Regions from separate parts of the Mus musculus genome. Here regions 1 and 3 are each linked to region 2. The links are chromatin contacts, called in public Hi-C and Micro-C maps. All regions are on one chromosome and are shown on one strand. Each heading gives the region's core, a stretch centred on a gene start, on an enhancer-like site or on the middle of the called end of the contact. The rest is flanking DNA. Distances are from core to core; before and after follow the strand shown.

Region 1 (3,708 bases), core at 1,100-3,599, 440 kb before region 2:
TGGCAAATTTTCTCTCCTCTATTTTTTTAAGTTACCACACAAAGGCATGCATTTATTTCCTTATAGAATCTTCATACATGTATGTCATTGAACTGTGTTCTGATCCCTCTCCTCCAGTGCCCCTACTCTCATGTCGAGGAAGTGGTCCCCTGCCTCCCACTAAGAGGTTCTGCTCTTCTGTCATTAGCATCACATTACTCTCTTTTGTCCCCCTTCATCTCTTGCTTAGCTTTGAGATCTCTTCCTCTCATCCCATGGTCCCCTTTCAGACACACATGCAGTGAGGAAGGCAGAGAGAGAGATAGAGAATGAAATTGTACATATGAGAAAAAAATGGCATATTTGTCTTTCTGAAGCTGGCTCATTTTACTTAATGTAATGATCTCCAGTTGCACCTGTTTTTCTGCCAATCTCCTGCATGATCTAAAATGTTTTCATGGCTTCATAAAACTTCATTGTGCATACGTATACGTATTTTCTTTATCCATTCATCTGCTGGTAATATATAATCCTGTTCCATTTCTTTGGTAATGAGAATAGTCAGAAATAGGCATGGACCAGCAATATTTCTGTGGTACGTTGACTTAGAGTCTTTTGGGTATTTATATGTAGGAGCTGAATAGCTTAGTCATGTAGTCGTTATTTTTAGTATTTTGAGGAACCTACACCGACTTCCCTAGTGGCTACACCAGTTTTCATTCCTATTTACCCACGTGGATGCTGTCACCATTAGAGGTAGCTCAGTTACTCATGGTGGCATATGAGATTTATTGGGTATTACTGCGATCAGATGGTTGATTATATATTCCCCCAATACCCATGAAAAACAAAAGTCACGATATCAGAGTGTAGACTAAATTCTTAGGAAAGAAAGAGAGGAATGATGGGAATGATGTCAATAATCAAGAAAGAGGTGAGGGGGGCCATGGTGGCACACAACTTTAAACCCACCATGCAGGAGGCAGGAGCAGGAGCATCTCTGTGAGTTTGAGGCTAGCCTGGTCTACAAAGTGAGTTGCAAGTTCTAGGACAGCCAGGGATACACAGTGAAACCCTGTCTTTTCGGGGGTAGGGGGGAGGCTCAAAGAACAAAACATAAACTTTTTAAAAAATGTAAAACTGCAATTCTTAGTCTTTGTTGGGAAGAAAACCCCGAAGCCCCAAATACGAAACAAGTCAGGACAGTACAATTGGCCTTGGTGACAGCAGACTGGAGGGTCTAGTAACAGGAAATAGAACACACACACACACACACATCTGTTCTGGCAACCTTAAATTTGGTGGTGGAAGTCGGTCTGTGCGCCCCTCATCCTGGATGGAGGATCAGAACTCGAGACATCCACTTCATCAGTCCTCACATCAGAGACTGCTGTGGGAAGGCCCAGTGTCTGACAGTGAGCGATGCTGGAGAACAATCCTGAGACACCCCACAGACTGTCAAGGTGGAAAAGAGCTAAAGCAAACTAAGACAAGAGGACACGGGGGCTGGGTGTAAAGCTTCTTCAACCCTTTTTTCTCGCTCAGTCATTGAGGTCAGAGGTACAGGTCTGCTCATGTCACGGGCAACCGTGTTGAGGAGTGGCAGTTCTAGAGTAGGTATGTCTCTGTGGGCATAGACTTAAGACCCTCAGTCTAGCTGCCTGGATGCCAGTCTTCTCCTAACAGCCTTCAGATGAAGATGTACAACTCTCAGTTCTTCCTGTACCATGCCTTGATGATAATGGACTGAACCTCTGAACCTGTAAGCCAACCCCAGTTAAATGTCCTCAAAAGAGTTGCCTTGGTCATGGTATCTGTTCACAGCAGTAAAACCCTGACGAAGACAGCCTCCTTTCTGTATGGAGCAGCTTATTGGACGGCCAGGGTCTGAAAGCAGGAAGAGTTCTGGCTCACTCAGTCAGCATGCCCTGCTGCAGAAAGGGATGTAATCAAGTGACACCCTTTAACTAGTTGTGCCACACCTGAGTGCATGCGGCCAGAGGCCTCTTGAGCAAGTGGAAACACGCCTAGTTCATGGGCCTTTGAAGGCTTGAAGAGTTGGCAGTTATTCCTGGAATGCAAAGAAGGCTTCTAGAGTGAATGCCGTCCTGCCGCTGACAATATACGTTCCAAAACAAACTACTATTGTGTGTTCAGTGGTGTGTGTGTGTCCATGTGTCTGTCTCTCTGTCACTCTGTGTGTGTGTGTGTGTGTGTGTGTGTGTGTGTGTGTGTGTGTGTGAGAGAGAGAGAGAGAGAGAGAGAGAGAGAGAGAGGATGTGGTTTTAAAAGAGAGAGAGAGAGAGAATGTGGTTTTAAATAAACCCCAACAGTTTCTGCAGTACACAAAACACCAAGATGATGGTGAAGAGACCAGAAGAAGATATCAGGTTCCCTGGAGCTACAGTGGTAGGCAATTTTGAAAGCTAGGAACCAAACTCTAGTCCTTCACACGAGCCTCAAATGCTCTTAACTACTGAGCCACCTCTCTGGCTCCTCCTTTCTCATTTTCACTCAATCCAAGATTCCAGCCATGATAGGTAGTCAAATTATTAGCTAACTAGCCAGACAATACATTTAATAAAAAGAAGTCAATGGACAGCAGAAGCTGCTGCAACATGGCTGATCTGTCAGTCGCTCCAACGGCCCTGAAATAACAAACTGCTGGCCTCTCGGAAGTCTTCTGGAGTCAGGTTTCTCAGGTAACTCTATAAAGTTTGGCTTTCTTAGTAATCAATCTATGTAAATATTTTTTACTACAGGCCGTCTCTTTCAATAATATGGTCACCTATGTACAGGAAAAGAAACAAATCTATCCATAGATAGCCTTAGATGGTCTCTCAGTCTGCCTGTCAGTTAGCTCCAGAGAGTACTCTTTCTTAACAGCCACAGTATTTGGATGTGGTTTTAAATAAACCCCAACAGTTTCTGCAGTAGGCAAACCACCGAGATGACGGTGAAGAGATAAGCAGCTCTGTAGAACTGAACTGTTTGTACAAGAGCCACATAACCTCATAGTCTTAAAATAACCGGCTCTTCAAGACAGCACTTTGTTCATTCATGTGCCACTTACACAAGGTATCTAAGAGTGGAGAAAATCCTTCACTAAATATTTTCCCCAAATATTCTGTAATATATTTGTAATACTCAAAATATTTCCCCAAAGAAATGTGTTCAGTCTCTACCCTGATCCTTCCCTCTATAAACAGGTAGTGGGGGGCGGGAGTATGACTTCCTGCCTAGTTTTTCCTCCAGCATTGTAACTCAAGAAAACCAAATTTACTTCTATTCACTTCAACAATGAGCCACTATGCTGACCTTCTATATCCGCAGTTACCCACCCTTTTAAGAAAGGGAAGTGCTGGTTGGTTTTATTTACCTATCATCTTCAGGATTGCTGAAGCCTGCATTGTATCATTAGAGAAAGGTCATGGTCCTACGGGACCATGGGCCATTTTAGTCTACACTAAAACATATTTCCTTTTACATAGTCTTGTTTTCTATACTTCTGTGTTCTCAAAGAAAAGTGGAACAGGAAATTTAAGTCTTTTTATTCTCATGTGTAACATACTCATGTCAAATAATGACTCATCTCAGGAATGTTGTTGGAAATTTTGAAGGACCTCAAGAACACAAGTCAGGACTGCTCTTCCACACTGGCTCTCAGTAATGCTATGTCCTAAAGGCTTCTTTGTATGTGTACTAGTGTATGTGTGTATTTGTGTCATG
Region 2 (3,530 bases), core at 68-2,567:
ATTTCACACAGGCATTTCACTGTCCCTTTGTTTAATGTCTTTATAATGTTTCTCATTCTCCTTAAGTGTTTCATAGAGAGCTTTCCTCCATTTTTCTACCACTTCTTTCCAATACCAAGAAGAGGATTTTTCTTTAATCATAAGATCAAATGCTTCCTAGATGACGTCTCCTACATCTTTATTTTCTTTTGCTTCTGGACCACAGCTCAGAGTCTTAGGTGTTAGCTGGTTATCCTAAAGCTTCGTTTTGGACAAGCCCTTTGGCAACTTTTTTCTCTGCCAGCAAGAGACCCAGCTGCAGAGAGCTGAATCATCTTCAGCATTCTCCTTGGAACAGGACTATTCTTCACCTTCTCTTGGGCTTCTTCCTGTTTCTGCTTCATACAGGGATTCGGTTTTTTCAGAGACAACGGTGCTGGGTTCCCAGGGAGTGTAAGAATGGTACAATCTCCTGGCACCACCACCAGCAACCTGGGCCCATAGACTGACCTGCCCACTGGGTCTCTGACAGCTCTAATTTGTCGATTTTTTTTAAACCCTTAATAATTTTCTTAAATTACATATATATTAATTTTGTAAAAATATACAAATTTATTTTACAAATAAATTTACAAATATATTAAATATTTATTGTTTAATTATACAGAGTTCATAGAGAAAATTCACTTGTGACATTGAGCATGATCTATTTTTAGATTATGTGACTATATCTTCATTATTTTATTTAATTATATGACCACATAAATAAAAAGAACAGTTGTATTTCCTTTAAATGAAAAAAAAATAAGTTTTTTTTTAATTTTAATTTTTTTTTTTTTTTTAGGATCCTACACAATTTAGATTCCTTTGGCTTCCAACTTAAACTCAAAGCTAGGATGTGAACTGTTTTCCTATGAATGCTTTCAGCGGGAGGACTCAGTATACCTTGAAGTGTTTTCTGTGTGCAGACTCTTAGGACTCACTTAGCAGTTGTTCCCGATTGTCTTTAACAGGAAGCAGGAATGCTGCCAGGGCTTTGAGAAAGGTGGAGAAAAACACTTTATATAGAAATATTCTTCAATAAGACAGTAATATGCACCAAGAAATTCTGTGGAAAGTTTTAACACCAAAATCAAATTCTCTCCTTTTAAAATCCATTTTTGGGGGAGACAGGGAATAAAGTTTATTTTAATCTTCAGCATTCAGCTTTAAAATTCCCCTTAAATCATGTGTGCGTGTGTGTGTGTGTGTGTTTGTGTGTGTGTGCTTGTGGTCTTTTTTAAATGGAATCCACAAGCATGCATTGAGGAAGCAGAACTGTGTATGAGGCAAGTTCTGTAGAAGAATTTCCCCATGTTGAATTATTTTTGGCAGTGGTAACTTGTTTGAACTGTAGGCTTGATACATACTTTATATTGAGATTTTTTTTTAAGAGCTGGCTTGCTTCCACTGGCTTGCTCAGCTTACTTTCTTATAGAACCCAAGACTACCAGCCTTTTGACAGATATGGGATTTATGAGGCAACAACAGACATGCAAAGTTAGTTCATAGAATTTGCACAAATGTGGAAATTTTCAGGTGTGTTGAAATAAGGCAGTTGCAATAGAAATGCTTATTAATGGTAAGGTTGTGCAAACCATAGAGGAAAGCAGTGCTCATATCCAGGAGGGTAAAAGCGAGTACCATTTCCAAGCAAACCTTCTAGAAACTTTATCACATGTCGCTATAAATTCTCCATGGGCAAAAGTGTGAAAGTGTGTCAAATGTTTGAGGTGATCACTTATATATCAATGTATTATAAATGGCATTTGATAAATGTTGAAGATATACTTGTGACTAAAAGGTGTACTTAGATCTATTTTTTGAGATAGGATAAAGAAAGACCCTTTATAGTGAATGTGTACATAGTTAGAAAGGACAGGCTTCTAGGGCAATTTGAACTAGAATCATCAAGTCCTAAGTGCAGCCTTGGTATATTTAAAACAGCTCAGAAGGTAACACTGCTAATTAGTTTAGAAACTTTAACCTCTTGAGTTAGCAGAATTCTGGGTTTCTGAATAGAATATAAATCTATGTGAAGGATATATAGAGATGCTTTTTGATAAGCAAATATTAATTCCTCAGAAATTTTAGTAGAAGGAAGAGTTCCATGAAGGCACTGGGGACATTTATAGTCATAACATGTCTAGAAGTCATTCATTATGTAGTTTTTACTCTAGCAGGTAACAAAGGCTTTTAAGAAACAATAATTACTCATTGACTTAATAAGATTCATAATTCATCTCGGCAAAGATATTATAGGTACTTTAAAGATATCACTTGCGTTTTAATTATCATTGTGATAGCAAGCTAAAATTTAACAGTTTAAACAACCTCTATGATGCTTATCCATTCCCTGGTCAGGAATTTGAGTAGGATATAGATGAGTGTTTTAGTCTTTGCTTCTCAATATTGGGACTTGAGAGATTCCAATTCTGAAAATGAATTCATAGCCAAGACTCAAAGTATCTAAATACTTACTCACAGGGTTGGCCCCAGGGATGGGCTGACACAGTCTAGCACTACTCTGTCTGCCTATCATTTTCCTATGGCCTGGCTTCATCATATCCTGATGTTCTCGGAACAAATGACTTCTACACAGAGTGAAAAGTGATCTGAAAGAGCCTTGGAAAACATAGTCTTGAGGTGGAAGTTTCTGGATATGTCAGGTGATACAGACTCACAGTGGTGTTTTGCTAAGACAGACTCATGGAGTGTTTCGCTGAGGCATGATCCATGGGTGGACACTTGATGTTTGGAGAAAGTATAAATAGGACCCAATGAACAGTAACATCACACTTGCATACTTAGCTTTGCAACACTTGGTTGGTCTTGTGCTTTTGATGATCTTCACTTCATTGAGAGAGGCATGGCAAAGAACTCCCTGCTGGTCCTGGTTGCTCTCGCTAACTTGTGCCCATTTGGCTGAGACTTGACAGGTTTGCAGGATCATGTCATTGCTGTTGATTTGTGTTTGCTGTCCTAACATTATTGAACTGGACTGCTGGTAGACTGACAAATAGAGATTGGAATCGCCTCAAAGAACTACTCCTAAATAGGACGACATCCCCTTGTCCTATTTACCATCTTTCCTTCCCTACCTTTAGATGGTGGGCTAGAAGGGGAGAGGGTTACAACATTTGAGAACCCTTATTAAAAATATGTTTTTTAAAAATCAAAGTCTACATAGTCTTCTTTCTACCCAGTTCTGTTGAAAAATCCAAATCTTATCCTACTCAAGGAAAGGATGCTAGATACTGATACTTGGTCAGTGGTAAGGAAATCACAATGTATTGTAGAATGTGTGAGGAAAAGAACACAACATCACATAAGTGCATCCTGGTACTGTTGGTAAACTACATATGTATGGCTTATAGTATGTAAGAAGCACTTCATTGTGTTAAGTGATGATAGCAGGCCACAGTGGTACTATCTCTGAACCTTAGCAGACAGAGCCAGTAGGAACTCGAGTTGAAGGCAAGGCTGGGCTATGTAAGAGCCTGTCGCAAAAA
Region 3 (4,097 bases), core at 1,062-3,561, 270 kb after region 2:
CCCTAATTCAACCCCACAGGCTGAAGTCCATTGGTTGGGTGTAAGTTATCTGCATCTTACTCTTTCAGCTGCTTGTTGGGCCTCTCGGAGGACAACTATGCTAGGCTCCTGTTTGTGAGCACACCATAGCATCAGTAATAATATCAGGGCCCCAGACCTCCCCTTGAGCTGGATCCCAATTTGGGACAGTCACTGTACTGACTTCCTTTCCTTTCCCTCAGTTTCTTCCCCATCTTTGTCCCTGCAGTTCTTTTAGATAGGAACAAATCTGGGTCAAAGTTTTTGACTGTAGGATGGCAACCCCAAGACCAGCAAATTCGAGTCTGATTTTATACCCATCTCCAAATCTATAAGCTAACAGTATTTGAACTCAATATCTTACCTTTCCTAGTAAAGAAATCTCTGTCCCAGCCACCAGTGGCAATTTATTCCACATATTATTCATAGCCAATCTCCTCTGCTTTTGAAATGCTGTATTTCTTTACTGTTATGTTTTTAGCCATGCAGCAGTTTACACATATATTGTAGCAGAATTTGCGTTCAAAGCTTTATGCCTCAGTTCATAATTTCTGGCCAGTTATAATCTGAATTTGTCTGCTTCCTTTCTCAGTCAATCACTCTAAAATGCTCCAAGTCACTATGCCCACTTCCTTACTTTCTTTTTCAAATTAACTTCCATCACCATCAATCTCCCCAAACCAGCTGTCAAACTTCAAGTGATGAAACACAAGGAGAACTTTTGCGCTCCCATTAAGATTGCCTGCAAAGGAGCTTTTGACAAATAACACTTCTCTTTTCTGCAAAAGAATTGCCCTCCTGTAGGCTCTAGGGTTCCACGCCTGCCTGGCTTTCTTGCTTACCTATTTGTGTACCTCTACCGTCAGGTTTTCTGTCTCATTTTCTGGTTCTGTCTTCTCAATTTAACTTCAAAATTCAGAATTCCCCAAGATAACACAAAACAATCCTTCCACTTACCCAACCTCCATTTTATCATCAGAGGACTGTTTTTTTTTTTTTTTTCCTCTTGTGGCTGCAAATATCATTACTATGGTGATGGTTTCTACAATTTTAATTTAGATAAGACCACTTTTGTAAGATGCATGTTCAATTCCTAGTTGAAATCTCTACTCAGAAATATTTAATCCATATCTATTTTGATCTGTCTTCCAGCTTTACCCTGTCTTCACTCATGAGATAAAATTCAACATATTTCCCTTCTCAGAATTATAGAAAACACATTTGAAACTTTTCTAATTCCAATTCATCACAAAATTATTAATATTTTTTGGCATTCACCATCTACCACACCATGCTCACAAACAATATTATTTTTTTCATTACTCACCATTAGCTAAAACAAAGAAGGAAATTGGCAGTAGAGAAAGTTTAACCAGTTTTAAAGGGCACATAGTTCAGAAAGAACATACCCGAGACTTTAGGTCAGACTCTTAACTTTCAGAATTCATTATTTATTACTATCATACTGTGTCTCAGCGTATAATAAAATCTTAAGTAACATGGTCATAGGACTTCTTGTGAGCCAGGTTTAATTTCAAGTGTTTAAACAATATTAAATCATATGGGGAATACATTGTCATTACTTCTGCTTTTATATATCAGAAAATGACATGGAGAGGTTAAGTAATCATCGCAGGGCCAGTAAAACACAGAAATAGAATTCGCAGGCTCCAGAGTCTGTGTTCTTAATCACAAACATATGTTTCCTTCCCTCCTCTTGTGGCTTCTATATCCAACATTTGTGTCGATGTTTTTAAGGCTCAGGTATGAGAGATTTTTAGGAAGGAAGCTAGAATACACAACTTGCTATGAAGCTAGAAAACATAATGCAATTTATTAAAGTTGGATGGGTTCAGGCAGTTGAGAAAAATATTTTTAAGATAATTATTAAATTGTCTGAGCCAAGCCAAGAGAAATGGAGTCTTCAAGGTAGCAAAACCACCATGAATTCAGCTGCATATGTAGCAGAGGATACCATTGTCTAGCATCGATAGGAGGGGAAACCCTTGGTCACGTGAAGGCTCAATTCCCCAGTGTAGGGGAATGCCAGGGTGGTGAGGTGGGATTGGGTGGGAGAGGGAGCATCCTCATAGAAGTAGGGGGAGGGGGTAAGAGACAGGAGTTGCAGAGGTAGAACAGGGAAAGGGGATCACATTTGAAATGTAAATACATAAAATATTCAATAAAATGTTTTTAAAAAGGAAAATAAGCAACACAAAACATATTACAGCATATGCACTGAGTGTGCCACTATTATGAGCATATGGCACAGACATAACCAGGCAGAAATATGAATAATCTGTTCCTCTTTTCATGGGATATAGAGAAGGCAAAGAGGGTTATCAACATGATAAACTATCTGCAGGTTGTCTAAGGCTAAGATGCATATTCACTGACAACTCAAGTAAACTGTCCAGTAAATCCTGAGAATTCCACCCAGGTTCCTCACTGGGGCTTAAGGTCAAATGAACAAATTAGGCAACAGATTTGAGAGAGCATAAAACATGTGAGACTTCAATCCCATGTATCAACAACAAGAGAATTTATCACCAGGGACCATCCAGCAGGTGGCATGTTGAAATCTTTTTCATGTCTCTCAGATTCATATAATTTGGAAGAGAAAAAAAATAGGATTTACTTTTGAAATGGTTCTATCTTGAGTCCATGTTTTGCTGAGATTTCATATCAGGATCCAGATTAAACACTACAAAGCATATTTATAAAATTATAAAAATGAAATATCTAATATAAAATGCTGAAATGGGATCAATGCATTTACAAATGATTTAAATGTGTCAACAGAAGGATGGACAGCAGAGTAAGAACTAGAAGTTATATTAGATTTCATGTTTTTTTAAAGAAAATCAAAATTAACCCATAAAAAAATAAGCAATATACATGTTAAGAGGCCACTCTTTAAGATCAGTACATTTATAAAGCAAAGAATTCACAGGTTTTCAAAGTTTAAGAATTTTTTACTGATACCTATGGTGAAAGGCAAAATTTTATTGTTTGTAGTGACATACCTGGTTGCATAACTGGATGCAGAGTTGGAAGTTAGAAATATCATAACATGAATACATTACAATTTCACAAATGCCTTTTTATCACATTTCCCCACAAAGTAACAAGGGAACTGCTGGTCCTGGAAAGAGCTATGAATCCAAATCTCCTGGGACACACCATTTTCAGAAATCATAACTTGATGCACCTGAGCTTGGAAATTTGGAGCTTTTTTTATATACTGCATAACCTCCCCATGGAGCAGAGGCACCCTGTAATCAATCACCATTTACCACTATCAGGGATACATTAATCCCTTGTCAGATACAGCTATCATTTTGTAAAGTGAGGTTAAATCGGTTCACATTTTGCCCTTCCAAAATATGTTAACGTGAATTACAAAGCTAACATCAAAATTGCTTGTGAGACTTGATAGAACTACCCAACAGCATCCCAGTGATTAACACTGACACCTAGTGGCTGCGCACAGGAAAAACCTAAATTCAATGGTTAAATTTAATCTACCAAGTATTTGGGCCAGGAGATAGGAAATGGATAGAATCCTCATCTTTACCATTAGCTTACAAACAGAGGCGTGTATGCGTCATCAATACCATGTGACTAGATCCATGTGTGAGGAAGAGGGTACACTACAAGTGATTAAGAATACAAATAAACTTCCCTGGAAGAGACACCCAAGCAGAATCTTGATGGAGACAAAATGAAAAGAAAGGTTCACATTTTGTTACAAAGAAAGTGCACAGAGGAAAGCAGTATCAGAGATCCAAACTGATGGAAGTATTGATGTACAACGTAGCAAAACAGCCCAAGGAGAAGGGATCTCGATTTATACCTAGCAGTATCCTGAACGCCAAATAGCACACAAACGTCTTTCTATTACTGGTACTTTATTTGATTTAACTTATTGATTTCTAATATTATCACTTAATGGCAATTAAAAATAAAATTATATATTATACCTGGCATTTATAAAACAACCACAGAAATTTGGGAACTAAGAAAAATGTATCTCAAAATAATAAAAAGAATAGAGAATCTTATTTCAAATTATGTCT

Evidence for each region. Hi-C and Micro-C count contacts between places; a contact is called where the count stands out from the background.
Region 1: a Hi-C map of myeloid progenitors shows a contact between it and region 2, with 2.8 times the contacts expected there. The contact joins two enhancer-like sites. A contact is called at or near these places in 1 of 484 Hi-C or Micro-C datasets (myeloid progenitors), 1 of 115 datasets of contacts at active chromatin or transcription factors (acute myeloid leukemia) and 1 of 9 other capture datasets (liver).
Region 3: a contact with region 2 is called in a Micro-C map of macrophages, with 5 times the contacts expected there. The contact joins two enhancer-like sites. A contact is called at or near these places in 2 of 484 Hi-C or Micro-C datasets (bone marrow-derived macrophages and macrophages) and 1 of 115 datasets of contacts at active chromatin or transcription factors (bone marrow-derived dendritic cells).

The regions. Positions count from the first base shown.
Region 1 is chr16:64,755,827-64,759,534 of GRCm38.p6, forward strand. No RefSeq gene overlaps it. Among named protein-coding and RNA genes, the nearest start is that of 4930453N24Rik, 13 kb to the right of the region's middle. Within about 2 kb of position 2,350, at least 105 of the 459 cell types and tissues checked have an H3K27ac peak or open chromatin away from gene starts, as enhancers often do. A contact at or near this core is called in acute myeloid leukemia and myeloid progenitors, where this site is marked.
Region 2 is chr16:65,196,059-65,199,588 of GRCm38.p6, forward strand. It overlaps the pseudogene Gm9584. Among named protein-coding and RNA genes, the nearest start is that of Gm34033, 6.1 kb to the left of the region's middle. Within about 2 kb of position 1,318, at least 22 of the 459 cell types and tissues checked have an H3K27ac peak or open chromatin away from gene starts, as enhancers often do. A contact at or near this core is called in acute myeloid leukemia, bone marrow-derived macrophages, macrophages and 1 more, where this site is marked.
Region 3 is chr16:65,469,185-65,473,281 of GRCm38.p6, forward strand. No RefSeq gene overlaps it. Among named protein-coding and RNA genes, the nearest start is that of Pou1f1, 49 kb to the right of the region's middle. Within about 2 kb of position 2,312, at least 13 of the 459 cell types and tissues checked have an H3K27ac peak or open chromatin away from gene starts, as enhancers often do. A contact at or near this core is called in bone marrow-derived macrophages and macrophages, where this site is marked.